3 separate regions of the Rattus norvegicus genome follow, and regions 2 and 3 are each linked to region 1. Evidence: chromatin contacts called from public Hi-C data. All regions are on one chromosome and are shown on one strand. Each heading gives the region's core, a stretch centred on a gene start, on an enhancer-like site or on the middle of the called end of the contact. The rest is flanking DNA. Distances are from core to core; before and after follow the strand shown. Region 1 overlaps Adgrv1 (adhesion G protein-coupled receptor V1). Region 2 overlaps Adgrv1 (adhesion G protein-coupled receptor V1). Region 3 overlaps Adgrv1 (adhesion G protein-coupled receptor V1).

What was found. Hi-C and Micro-C count contacts between places; a contact is called where the count stands out from the background.
Region 2: a Hi-C map of liver shows a contact between it and region 1, with 6 times the contacts expected there. The contact joins two enhancer-like sites. A contact is called at or near these places in 3 of 12 Hi-C or Micro-C datasets (kidney and liver).
Region 3: a Hi-C map of liver shows a contact between it and region 1, with 4 times the contacts expected there. The contact joins two enhancer-like sites. A contact is called at or near these places in 3 of 12 Hi-C or Micro-C datasets (kidney and liver) and 1 of 1 datasets of contacts at active chromatin or transcription factors (oligodendrocytes).

What each region holds. Positions count from the first base shown.
Region 1 is chr2:13,193,259-13,197,539 of GRCr8, reverse strand. The region is part of intron 86 of Adgrv1 (adhesion G protein-coupled receptor V1); the gene reads left to right. Among named protein-coding and RNA genes, the nearest start is that of Rnu1-149, 68 kb to the right of the region's middle. Within about 2 kb of position 2,404, at least 3 of the 93 cell types and tissues checked have an H3K27ac peak or open chromatin away from gene starts, as enhancers often do. A contact at or near this core is called in liver, where this site is marked.
Region 2 is chr2:13,381,480-13,385,760 of GRCr8, reverse strand. The region is part of intron 84 of Adgrv1 (adhesion G protein-coupled receptor V1); the gene reads left to right. Among named protein-coding and RNA genes, the nearest start is that of Rnu1-149, 260 kb to the right of the region's middle. Within about 2 kb of position 1,845, at least 9 of the 93 cell types and tissues checked have an H3K27ac peak or open chromatin away from gene starts, as enhancers often do. A contact at or near this core is called in liver, where this site is marked.
Region 3 is chr2:13,325,024-13,329,304 of GRCr8, reverse strand. All of the region lies in intron 84 of Adgrv1 (adhesion G protein-coupled receptor V1), which reads left to right. Among named protein-coding and RNA genes, the nearest start is that of Rnu1-149, 200 kb to the right of the region's middle. Within about 2 kb of position 2,059, at least 6 of the 93 cell types and tissues checked have an H3K27ac peak or open chromatin away from gene starts, as enhancers often do. A contact at or near this core is called in liver, where this site is marked.

The DNA of each region.
Region 1 (4,281 bases), core at 1,155-3,654:
AAGCCCTGGGTCCTGCTAAGACTGAACCCCCAGTGAACTAGACTGTGGGGGGGAGGGCGGCAATGGGGGGAGGGTTGGGAGGGGAACACCTATAAGGAAGGGGAGGGGGAAGGGGGATGTTTGCCCGGAAACCGGGAAAGGGAATAACACTAGAAATGTATATAAGAAATACTCAAGTTAATAAAAAAATACTCATATTTAATAAGTAATCTTTTGGTCAAAATTGAAGCAGTACACACACACGTGCACACACACACACACACACACACACACACACACACATACACCCCAAACACTTGAGTTTCACTTGAGAATGCAGTAAGGCTCTAAGGCTCTCATGGAAATCATAGACAAGTAACCACAACACAGATCTGTCTGAGACTCAATTATGTCAGTAAAATTCAATGTGAGAAAGAGCTCATCAGCCTTTGTTGGTCATAGTATAGCAAATTCATACTTACCTGAGAGGACAAGATTCAAGATTGCTACTTGGGTTTCCATACTGAAAACTGTAGACAACTTCACAGCAGCAGACAGTACCTTTGTTCTTAAAAACAAACAAACAAACAAACAAACAAACAAACACAAACAAACAAAAAAAAACCCCACACAACAAAGGTGGGATGTAATATTCACTTCAACCATAGAAAACGATAGAGAAGATGTATAGAAATGCTTGATAAGCCTAGAAAGGCTATGTGAGTGCCCTTTAAGGTAATCCCTGACAACCTTACCTGAAAGTAAAGGATAAAACCTCTCAAACACATTCATCTGCTAACTAGGGCAGTTAGTGCTGAATAACAGAAGTAGTGATCCGACTCTATTTTTATATCTTATTAATATGTTTGACTGATGAGGTAAAGTCATAAAGCAATACTATTGTGTTGTTCCTTTGTGCTTGATACTTTTAAGATACAATATTTGTATTACTTCTTTGACAATCGCATAAAATGTGATCATACTCACCTTCTACTCCGTGTCTTTCTTCATAATAAATTCAATAAAATTCTAAATAAAATACAGGAAAGCCTCTTGCAACTGCTAATCATTCTTAACAGTTGCTCTTCGGTCAGTCTCTTAGTTGTTTCCATGTTTTGTTCAATAGAATTGTCAGAGCTGCTTCTAATTTGTCACTATGACTGCTCTTCCAATGGCTAAGATTTAGGCAGAATGAGCTGTCAGTCCGTTTCTTTTTTTCTACCCCTTTTTAGCTATGTTAACAAGTCTTTATTTCCAGTTCTCCTGAGTTGGAACACAAGGAGAAGGAATAGAAAAAGCAGGCAGGGAAATAATGTCATATTTACTTAGTTGGTACAGTCATAAGTTAGAAGCTACCTTTCAGAAAATTCTTTAATATTTGTAGTCTCGAGCAACTCAGTAATACTCAGCCTCTCTCAGCTGCAACCTTCTGACCCTTCTAGAAGGTTCTTTTGGGAACAACCAGAATGATCTCATGCCAGCTTTCTCTTGCACAATGCAACACAAACATGTTTGTGAGACTTTGCTCCAGTAAACTTTTAAAGTGTAGGTTTGCTCGCCCGGATGACCTTTTCTAGCTTGCTGCAAGGCCAGCCTGCCAAGCTGCTGGCTGTCTCTACTGACATTTCTTACTTAGGTGTTAACACCAGAGCTGATTCTCCCTGCAACTCCAGGGGGCTTACTGAGCATCTTCGAGTAGCACAGTTGGAGTAACACAGTTGTACACCATTCCCTTCCCTGCTCTTCCTCTCCCCTTCTCCCCTTCCCCTTTCTTGTTCCCTCTCCTCTCTCCCCCGCCTTCCTCCCCTCCCCCTTTTTCTGTCCTTTTCTCTCTCCTTTCTCCCCCTAAGAAAATGAGATAGGGATTATCTAAACTCTCCGATAATTCTGATATTCTGATAACTCTCTGGTAGTCTTTGGTTCTCCTTTTCTCTGATTATCCTGTTTAAGGCCTATGAAGTTTTACAGCCAACCTCTTCAAAGCCCCCAGTTTCATAGCTTTCACTGTCTGTGTCACAGCGTCGCCCTTTCTGTACCCTTGGATGCCACATGCTCATCACCAAAACTTCATTTTAACAAAATAATTTTTTTCTGTGTAGAACAATATAAATAAGTAAAAATCACTAAAATTTGCAGCTCTTTTTAGTTTCTTCACTAGTTCTCTAACTCCAACGTAGGATTATTTTATCCGGTAGCAATTCAGTTAAGCCACTCGGAGATGAGTGACCTTAACTCGCTTATAATCAAGTTAATACATCTAGGCTTGTTCATGTGACTTTCACATTACCAGAAACATTTGTTCTAAGTTTTGCTTCTCTGTAATAGAAACAAAACAAGCAAGCAAACAAAAACTAATACTAAGCCAAGGAAAGATTACTGAGCTGGATCAACCGATATTTATCAGTATGCTGGAACCAAGCCCAAGGCCCTGAGCATGCAGCAAAAGCTATCCACTGAACCTGTGCCCCAGGAAAACGTACTGTGGGAAAAGCTTTGCTTTAAAGCCTGAGTGAATAGTAAGTCTTTGTCCCTTAGCAAAATGCGCACACGAGACAGCACTAGCTTATCCCTGTGAACCTTAGTAGTAAGCTCGTTCTGAATTATCCTCAACTTTCGCCCATTTGGTTGCTCTTGAGAATGGTGTAGCTCCCCTTACCAACACTTATGTGAGAATTTTCCAGTAAAAGAATGTAGAAGGTGTATAAGTTTGCTCAAAGGCTGACCTTGAAAGTTTTTGTAAAAATGTTTTTCTGAGTGTTTGTAAAAGAATTGAGATGGAATACTAAATATAAAGCCTGTGAGTGTGTGGGGGACATTAAACCCTAAGATCTCTTTTTGACATGACGGTGGGTAAGAAGTGTGGAGGGAGGTGGACACTGAATTCTGCTATTGTTTAGAAGATGACTTGGAGGTCTCTCAGTCAGCTTGCAGCTCACATAGTTCACAGTGTTTCCTGAGGGTGACTCAGAACTCACGTATTTGATTATGGCCATCTTGCAAAGAAGTCGTAAAGTCTATGCATAGATTTTTCTCACTTAGAACCCCAGCAAATCAATCCAGCATTTAAAAAAAAGTTATATTTTCAAACTTGTCACATGGTGGCCTATTTAGAATGAGGTAGCCCCATGTAAGATACATCAATTAAGTAGTTATTTAAATGTATGCATGTTATAGAATCATCAAATATTAACAGCTGTTATATGAATGTTCATTCAGAATCATCACAAATAATATCATTCAGAGTTTTTATGAATAGCTTCTGCTTAGTCAGATACTGAGATTTGAAGATAGTTATAATAATGAAATAAAATGGACTCAAATGGGGAAAATGTCAACTGGAGGCAGGTATAAAATTCAAATTTCTTATGCCTTTTAATTATTTTTTTTTTAGTATACATTGGCGTTTTGCCTGCGTATATGTTTATGAAGGTACCAGAGACCTTGGAGATACAGACAGTTGCGAGCTGCCATGTGGGTGCTGAAATTGAACTGGGTCCTCTGAAAAAGCAACAAATACTCTTAATTCCTAAGTCATCTCTCTAGCCCTTCTTAGTTATTTTTTAACTTTTAAAAGTTAACTAATTGTTTTATTTATTTACATCCTAAATGATGCCCCCTCTTGGGACCCCCAGGCAGAGTTCTTCCCCTCCTCCCTCTTCTTCACCCCTGAGATGGTGCCCCTCACCAGGTATCCCCCACCCTGGGGCATCAAGTCTCAACAGAATTAGGCACATCTTCTCCCCCTGAAGGAGACAAGGCAGCCTTCTGCTACAATCCAGGGGCCTCTGACCAGTCCATGCGTGCTCTTTGGTTGGTGGGTTTTGGTTTTTTGCTTAAAATTTTGTGGTGATAGAGTTTGACTATTTTGCACAGGTTAGCCTTAAGTATCTGGCTCAATTAATCCCCCAGCTTCAGCCAGCTGAATAGCTAGGGCTAAAACACTATTAAGCCTAGTTTAATCCTAAACATCTTAACTAATGGTAGACTGCGGACTGCTAGTAATTTTGTATGGCCAGTGTCCTGGTACTATTCAGTTGATAATGGTTATTCCAAAACTATAGAACAACTGGCCAGTTTTTCTTTCTCTTTTCTTTTGGATCTTTATGCAAGAGCAAATGTTAATATCAGTGAGTTGGCACTGAAAGGTTTGTTTTAATGAGTAAGCCATCCAACTTGTGCATGTGTCCTAGCTATCTTTTGTAAAGTATCTCCTAAAAAGAGAATGTGTAGATAGTATAATCCCGAAGCTGTGTCATAGTATCATCTACTAAATGGGTAGATAGATCATCATCTATCTATAGC
Region 2 (4,281 bases), core at 596-3,095, 190 kb before region 1:
ATATTTACCAGCTGCCTGGATATTTAAAAATACTATCTAACTTAAAGTGAATGTTCTTCTCATTTGGCTAGACAAGAGATTTTTAAAGCTGTATTTTATTTTTAGCTCACAGAGACTAAGGCAGCAAGACATAGGGCCTGCCTAGGTCTGCACCAGATCCTCTGTGTATGTTATGACTGTTAGCTTGGTGGCTACCTAAGGGTGTTAGCGGGTGTGTCTTGGACTCTTTTGCCTGCTCTTGGGACTGTTTCCCTCCTGTTGGGTTATCTTGTCCAGCCTTGCTATGAGGGTTCTCCTTGCCTTACTGTTTCTTCTTTTGTCCTGCCTGGGTTTTGTCTGCAGTTCGGTTGTTTGTAGACCTCTTCTTTTCTGAAGAGAAATGGAGTGGGGATGTAGCTGGGAAGCAGGGAGGTGGGGAAGGCTGGGAGGAGTGAAGGGAGGAAAACTGTGGTCAGGATGGATTGTATAAGAAAATAATTTATTTTCAATTAAAAACGATTTATTTTATTCTATTAATATGTCTGTATGTGGAGTGGGGGGATACGCACATGAACGCTATTATGTAACAGTGAGAAGCTGGCATTGCATTCCACAGAACTGAATTAATAGTGGTGAGTCACCCAGCATGGGCTCTGAGAACCAAACTTGGGCGCTCTGCAAGGGCAGCAAGTGCTCTTGAGTACTAAGCTGCATATCCAGTTCCAAACTGAGGACTTTCCAAACTTGTCAGATTCTCCAAAATGAGAAAAGGAAGTGTTTACAGAGACGCTGGCTTTGACATGACCGAATTTGAAGGAGCTTATGGGATGAGTTGTAGAATTGTACTATTGGGGCCATTACACTCCCAGCCCTGGATCTCCATTTTGGATTCTCCAGCTTTGCTAAGTAGACATCATTAGAACTTAAATTGCCTGGAGAAATGAAAAATAATGGTCTTGGGTTGCATTCTTGTTAAAGGACTAAAATGTCTCCAGTTACGTATAGGAGTGTGATTTGTCAATACTGGGAAAACAGGCATGCTAAGATCTTTCCTCTTCAAGACTTAGTTGATTGTCGTGTGTGCGTGCGTGCGTGTGTGTGTGTGTGTGTGTGTGTGTGTGTGTGTGTGTGTTAGTGTGTGTTTGCTTGTGTGTGTGTGTTAGTGTGTGTTAGTGTATGTGTTTGCTTGTGTGTGTGTTAGTGTGTGTTTGCTTGTGTGTGTGTGTTAGTGTGTGTTAGTGTATGTGTTTGCTTGTGTGTGTGTGTGTGTTTGTGTGCAAGTGTGTGCACACAGGTGCATGTGCCAGTGCATGTAAGGGAGAGGGCTCTCATGTAGCACAGGGTGCCTTGAACTTGCTATGTAGCTGAGGATGACCTCGAACTTCTACACTTTCTGCCTCCATGTACAGTATGCTAAGATTAAAGGCCTGCGTCATAATGCTGGTTTAAGTGTTACTGGAGATTGAACCCAGGGCCTTGTGCCTGCTAGGCAAACATTACCACCTGAGCCACATCTCATTCCTCTTGACTTCATTTTGGAGGAGTATGGTACAATGAATGTGTAAGTCATGTTGTCAGGAAAATGTGCTTAAGTACGGTTGTTCTCTATTTTTAGAAACATATAGAACAGTGTATCACTAATTCACTAAATATTTTATTTACTTTATTCCAAATTCGAGGAGGATACAAAAGAATCAATAGATTGTTCTTGTATTGAAGTTACATGGGTAGGGATGTGGAGAGAGAGGAGGGGAAAATATGATCAATACTCAGTTTTTGAAAAAAATTTAATTAGAAAGCGCTCATAATGCTTTAATCTGAGTGTCATTCTAATTCTGTGAGTGGCATTGACCATAATATGCCAGCAGGTGGCAGTATAGGATTTTTTTCCTCCACCAAAACCAGTCAGTCTTGCAGAGTAGGGGTTAGGTTAAAAATTAAAGGCTCCTTTCAAAGCTTTCTTTGACCGAGCTACAGAGTGTGTGCAGCATGGCAAATACACATTTGTGGGTTTCTGGCTTTGTCTTGTGTCACTTGTATTCAAAACTGCAGTGAAGGCATTTGTAAGTTAATACCAGAAAGCTTGTTTCTACCTGTCCTTGGTAGAAATATCTTGCTACCACCCATCAGTAACTTTAAAATGCAGGGGCTACAGAGTTATTTTTCTACTGTTTATTTATGCTAATAGTAATGTGCCTACTGTTAATATAGAAAATTATGCTTATTGGAATATCACAGACTTTTTCATATAAGATTTACATTTTAGCAGTTTATCAAGCAGGGAGTGCTTCCCTTCAGTGTCGAGTTTTGTTTTTCTCATTTATCTACTAGGAAACGCTTAAGCAGCAAGGTGTGAGAGCATTGACTTCCAGGGTGGTGGGAAACAGCCAACAGCCTTTCATGCTCTTGCCAGATTTTCCTGGGAAAAACATGCAGTTCTATCTTTGGAAGCTTTATCTCAGAATCACATTGCCCTGTGTGCCCTGAGCAGGCTGGTGGCAGGAGGGACAAAGGGCATCTTTGCCAGGCACAGCTCTCAATTCCAGAGGTTCTGTCGGGAAAAGCAACTCCCCAAATCTAAAAAAAGAACAGAGAGATAGCACGGTGTTTACTCAGATTAATACATCTTGCCAACAGGAAAACATCTGACTTCTTTGTTTCTTTTTGTCTATTTGTTTGGCTTCACTTTATCTTCTGAAACTGAATTTAAAAAAAAAACCCTGTGCAGAGAACTTTTATGTGCCCAATGGTGTACAAGAACCACAGAGCCTTGATAGCGACTCACAGAGGGCTATGTGACTAGGTTAGAAGTTGAAACACGTGTTTTTGTTTGTTTGCTTTTTACTTTATTTTCTTTTTGTCATCCGATGCATGTGCATGAATTTTAATTTCATCTGTTTATTCTTCATGAAGGCAGAAGAGAATTTCATGTTAGCTGAGCACTGTTATTTAGAATCCAGTAAAAGTTGGGTTGTTTATCACTCTGCAACATTCAGGAATGTCATTGTACAATGTCTGTTTCTCAGGAATGATCCAGATTGCACACAACTACTAAAAGACTTTCCTTTAATCTGAGCCCTATGTCATTTTACCTTTGAGTATCTATCCTCTTGGAAACTCTCTAAGGATCTCTGACTGCAAGACTGAAGCCAAAGCCACTTAGGATTCCAGAACACTGTCTCCTCTTTGTAGGAGAAGATCTGATCATCCCAAGTAACTTGACCTGTTGCATTGAAACTGTTAACACAAGAAAGACATGTCCAGGGCCCCAGATGCTATGAACTAAGAACTCTGTCTGTCTGTCTGCCTATTACCAATCATCCATCTGTCTAACTATATACATACATATCTATGCATGTACTTATGTGTGTTTATATGTATGTATATACTTCTGTCTACCATCTATCTACTATCTATCTATCTATCTATCTATCTATCTATCTATCTATCTATCTATCTATCTATTATCTATCTATCTATCTATCTATCTGTCATCTATTATCTTCATCAGCATCTGGCTGGCTGTTATCTGTCTATTTGAGGTCAATCGAAGCAGAGTAGGATGATGTTATAAATAGAGATAGTTTTCCCTTAGCTAGAACTTTTGGCTACTCATTAATCTGACTGGATCTTGTTGACTTTACTTTTGCTAATAAAGCAAGAAAAAAGTTTTGAGTTTAAATACTAGAGTCAAAACTAGATCTTTCTTTGAACTAGCCACTTAAGCAAGGCTTGTCATTCAGGAGAATATTGTGACTTACAGGTTGTGCAGATAGAAATAAATCAAACGCCTCCTAACTTCCAGCGTGAGAAGTTTGTTCAAGTTCAGATGCTGAACAGAGGGCTGCCTCCTCCTGTTTGTGAAGGGCCTGGGACAGCTTGGAGCAACCTCCCCATCCATGCTCTCCCCATGGTGGCAGCTGCTGCTCCTCTCACTGTCACTAAGTCTCTGCGTGTTACCAACCTCTTCCTGCACGTGAAAATCATCTTTAAAAAATTCATAACTTTTAATTTTATTAAAGAATAGAAAAGAAGTATTTTTTTAAAAAAAACACCTTTAGCCATTTATCATCCACTCATTTTGGGGAAAGTCTCTCAGGTCAACTTTTTTATCATGTGTGACATTTATAGCAAGCATATTTACACGTCTGTGTTTTCATGTGTGTGTGTGTGTGTGTGTGTGTGTGTGTGTGTGTGTGTACACGCATGCACACATGGAGGACTGAGGTGGATACCAGGAGTCTTCCTCTATCCCCATTTCACAATATTCAATGAGGTGGGTCTCAATCAAACCCAGAGTTC
Region 3 (4,281 bases), core at 810-3,309, 130 kb before region 1:
TCTAGAGTCTATTGAACATCTCTTGGATTAGGATTTAAACTATTATCTTTGTGGAGAGTACTTTCTTTGATTTTGGTGGAGATATGCAAAAATTTCAGTTTTAAAAGTGATTAGTAGAAAATGTTTTAACTTAATATACGCATGGAGTAGTAAGATGTTGACGATTCTGTTAGGGTTACGATAGTAGTTAACCTAAAGAGCAGGGTGTAAATACATGTCTTTGGGTTTTATATTTAGTTCATTGCAGTAAATTTGAATTTGATGTGGAAACATAGCTGCGTTTTCCTGACAGTTGTAAGTGTAGTTATCACAACTGCTGCTTCTTCTCCCACGGCTGAGTGATTTTCTAAATATAATCCCAAGCACGAGCTTCCTTTCCGTGAAACTTCATTCTAAAATGAGCATCATGAATGTCCACAGGGGAACACAGGCAGTGCACTCTCAAGGTACATACATGTGTCTATTTTATCGGGAACATACTATGTTTCTTATTGCTATGTGATACTTTTGCTCTGCCTCAGCGACCTGAATCTTTGTAGGTAGATTGCTATGTAGATTTTCGTCATGGGGAATTTGAGATCTCTAGTAAGGTCTTCACCCCACACTAAACTTTAGTGTAAAAATCAAATCACTCTGTTTAGCTGAACAAAAATTATTTTTTAAAAATTCAGTGTACAATGTTTCCTTACTTATTTCTGCAATATATAGAGGTCAGACGACTACTTGAAGGGGGAATTAGCCCTCTCATCCCACAGTGTAGGTCCCTGGACCAAATCAGGTCCTCCAGCTCTCTGGCAAGCTCCGGTAACCCTAGAGCCACATTAAAGGCCCCAAACTATTCATGAGGGAAGTTATGTTCTGTATCAGCTACTTCTCTAACTCCTTTAGGGAGGCATTTCCATATGAATCTTCAACAGATCTTTGAATGATACGGTCTTACTCCTGTTTTTAAAAGAACAATTAAGCTGGTTTTATTAGAATGAGAAAGGGTATTTTTGCTAATCTGTCTAAGATTATGTATGTATTGAATAGAAATAAGTTGCTTAGGCCTAATTCTGGAGGAAAAGTTTGGATTTATACAGATCGAGATATAACTATAAGCCCACATGTGATGGCGTATGACTGTAACATAGTGCTCTCTGGAGGATGAAGTGGAAGGGTTAAGTTTGAGGCCAGCCTTAGCTGGACACTGAAACAGAGGCCAGCTTGAGCTAATCTGCCACTCTGTCACCGACAAACAAACAAAACTGTTTAATAAACATCTTACTAAGTAAAAATAATGCAAACTTTTATAAATACTATTTTACCTAATAATTGACTTTTAGCGAAAGTAATGCTTTTCGCTTATTTTTACCTAATACTGCCCTCAGTTCCTGTTCACCTCATTCACATGTCAAATGGTTAATGATAAGAACTTTAGGTCCATCAGGGAATTTATTACCCACACAAACGACAACAGCAACCCGATGCCAGGACTCCTCTGCTAATTAACAGTTACCACAGGGCCACACTGAAATACATTTTAATTACCTTCAGGATCTCTTAGGAGCCCAGGACTCTAAAGTAATGCAAAGGTTTATGAGCGCTGTGGTTTCATAGTCTCTGCCCAGGTGTTCCCATCAAATCTCAGGGAGGTGTGATGCTTGTGCTTGTGGCCTTTGCTTTCCCAACTTTTAGGTATTAATATAACAGACAAAACCAGAACAAACCATTCTTCTCACAACTATAAACTCTCCTTTTTTTTTTTTCAGAAGCAGACTTGATAGTAGTTGTTATTAGCATGTGGTAAAGGTTATGTAGAAAATGCTTACTTAAATACAGTTTATGAAATCTATCTTTAATTATAGCTTACACGGCACTATTTATCATTGTTGAACAGTAATTAAAAGTTAAAAATAGCCAATACTTTGGTTTAGAAGAACTGGATACTAAAATAATTATTTTAAGGTTTGTTTTATGGCGTAATTGTGGATTTTGGCTTACAATTTCAGTAGATGTCTAACTTATCTCTGACTTTAGCATTACTTATTAATCTCTGTGCCCTTTGGTCGGAAGTCTGGGGACAAACCACAGAAGCGGAGCATGACTAGGCTAAAGACCTTGTTTATTTTTCCTTTGTGTCTGAGACTAATCTATTTTAGAAACTCAAAACATCCTCAAAAATTAACATTGATTTGGGGTTTGGTTGGAAAGGGGTTGGGAAGAGAGTAAGAAGTGCACACTGGGTTCTAAACTGCAAGTCAGGGCTGCTGGGACCGCTGGTGTTTGTCAGGTTCCCACCCCCACAGGGATCATAGATGGGTGGAGCCCAGCCTTTGGATCTCTGGTTTTGCCCTTGGATAGTGGAATACATGGGCGTGCCCCATCCTCAAATAAAGTCCTGAGATTAGAAACTTCAAAACAACATATTAGTTGGCTTTGGCTCATGAATTCATATTTAATATGTGTAAACATGGAGACGCTGATGATAAGGCTTCTGGCTATGGATACCAAAATCATTTGTTCATACTTCTGGTTTTTAATTAAAAAAAATCCATTTGGGTAGCAGGGTTGTATTGAAATAACTTGTTTTAGAAAGATAAAACTGTAAATGCCTCTCATAGCTTTTATGGGTTTAAGTCTGACACAGGATCAGGACATGGGGAAACAAGGTATGGCAAGATATTATGGGATGTTCTTTATACCCAAGATGCCATTGACCTCCCATTGAATATGTACTGTCCCTGCATCTGTCTTCTATTATATCAATGGGATTCCTTCCAGAATCCCATCCCTGTAAGTTAATTGCAAGTAGGCTTTATATTTAACAAGGCAATGTTGATTTCTCAAAACATGAATTAAATGTAGCAATTTTTAATTTCACTTGAAATGACACTTGAATAGTTTTATGATTTGAAAATGTTTAAAATATATAAAGATACACTAAAGTTTGTAATCTGGTGGTGGTGCCACATACCTTTAATCCCAGAACTTGGGAGGCAGAGGCAGAGGCAGAGGGGCAGAGGCAGAGAGAGAGGCAGAGGGGCAGAGGCAGAGGGAGGAGTGGAGGGGCAGAGGGACAGAGGGACAGAGGGACAGAGGGACAGAGGGACAGAGGGGCTGAGGCAGAGAGAGAGGCAGAGAGGCAGAGAGGCAGAGGAGCAGAGGCAAAGAGAGAGGCAGTGAGGCAGAGGCAGAGGGAGGGGTGGAGGGGCAGAGGGACAGAGGGACAGAGGGACAGAGGGGCTGAGGCAGAGAGAGAGGCAGAGAGGTAGAGTGGCAGAGAGAGGCAGAGAGAGGCAGAGGCAGGTGGAGCTCTGTGAGTTCAAGACCAGCCTGATCTACAGAGCAAGTTCGGGGACTACATGAAGAAATTTGTCTCAAACAAACAAAAATAAATAAGTAAATAAATAAAGAAAGAAATACGGAAAGAAGGAAGGAAGGAAGCAAGGAAAAAAGAAAGAAAAGACAAGACCTTAAAATTTAAGTTTTTTACACTTTTATTAATACTTGAAGCAATTCTATGTCAACTGATTAAATAGATCCTTTTGTGGTGAAGCCTTAGTACTGATTTTTAAGGCTCCATGCTGGTTATTTCATGTTCACTAGATGAAGGAACATATTTTATATGGTTTCAGCTCCACTATAGATAGTATGCCATATTCAATTTTTAATTCCAATTGACATAACTTCATAGCAGATGTCTTCCACACTTCTTTCTAATTACAGTCGCTTCATAAGTGTATCTTTCATACAGCGTTGACTGTTTGATTGTACATTAGTTGAGAATGGTAACAATATAGCACTGGGCTCTGTTGACTCATTTCCAGATCATATCACGGAGAGCAAGCATGAGCGAGCCTGCTGTTCTGTGCTGCCCATTGATTTCATAAGGGATGTAGCAACTGCTGCACTATCAAGAATCTGGTTTTCTTCATCACAATTTTCCTGGAACGGAGTATATCATTTGCTAAGTATATTTTAAATCTGCCCTGTTTTCCAGGCTCTTAAGAATGAGGGTGATGGATTTTAGCACGTAGCCACGTTTATCCGTAGAACCAAGGTATTTCCTTGGAAGCGGGGTGCTGTTCACAATGCCATTCATAATACCAATTTTGTAACTATACAAGCAGATGACTCTCTAAATCATTGGTATCAAAGGTTTTAAAAGGGCAAATTAATCTCAACAGTCTAGAAAGGATAAAAATTAACTGCCTGGCTATGACAGTCACATGATACCTAGCATAGTAAACAACAACTACAGTGAATCCAAAGAGCAGTTGTCAATGAACTATTGTAACT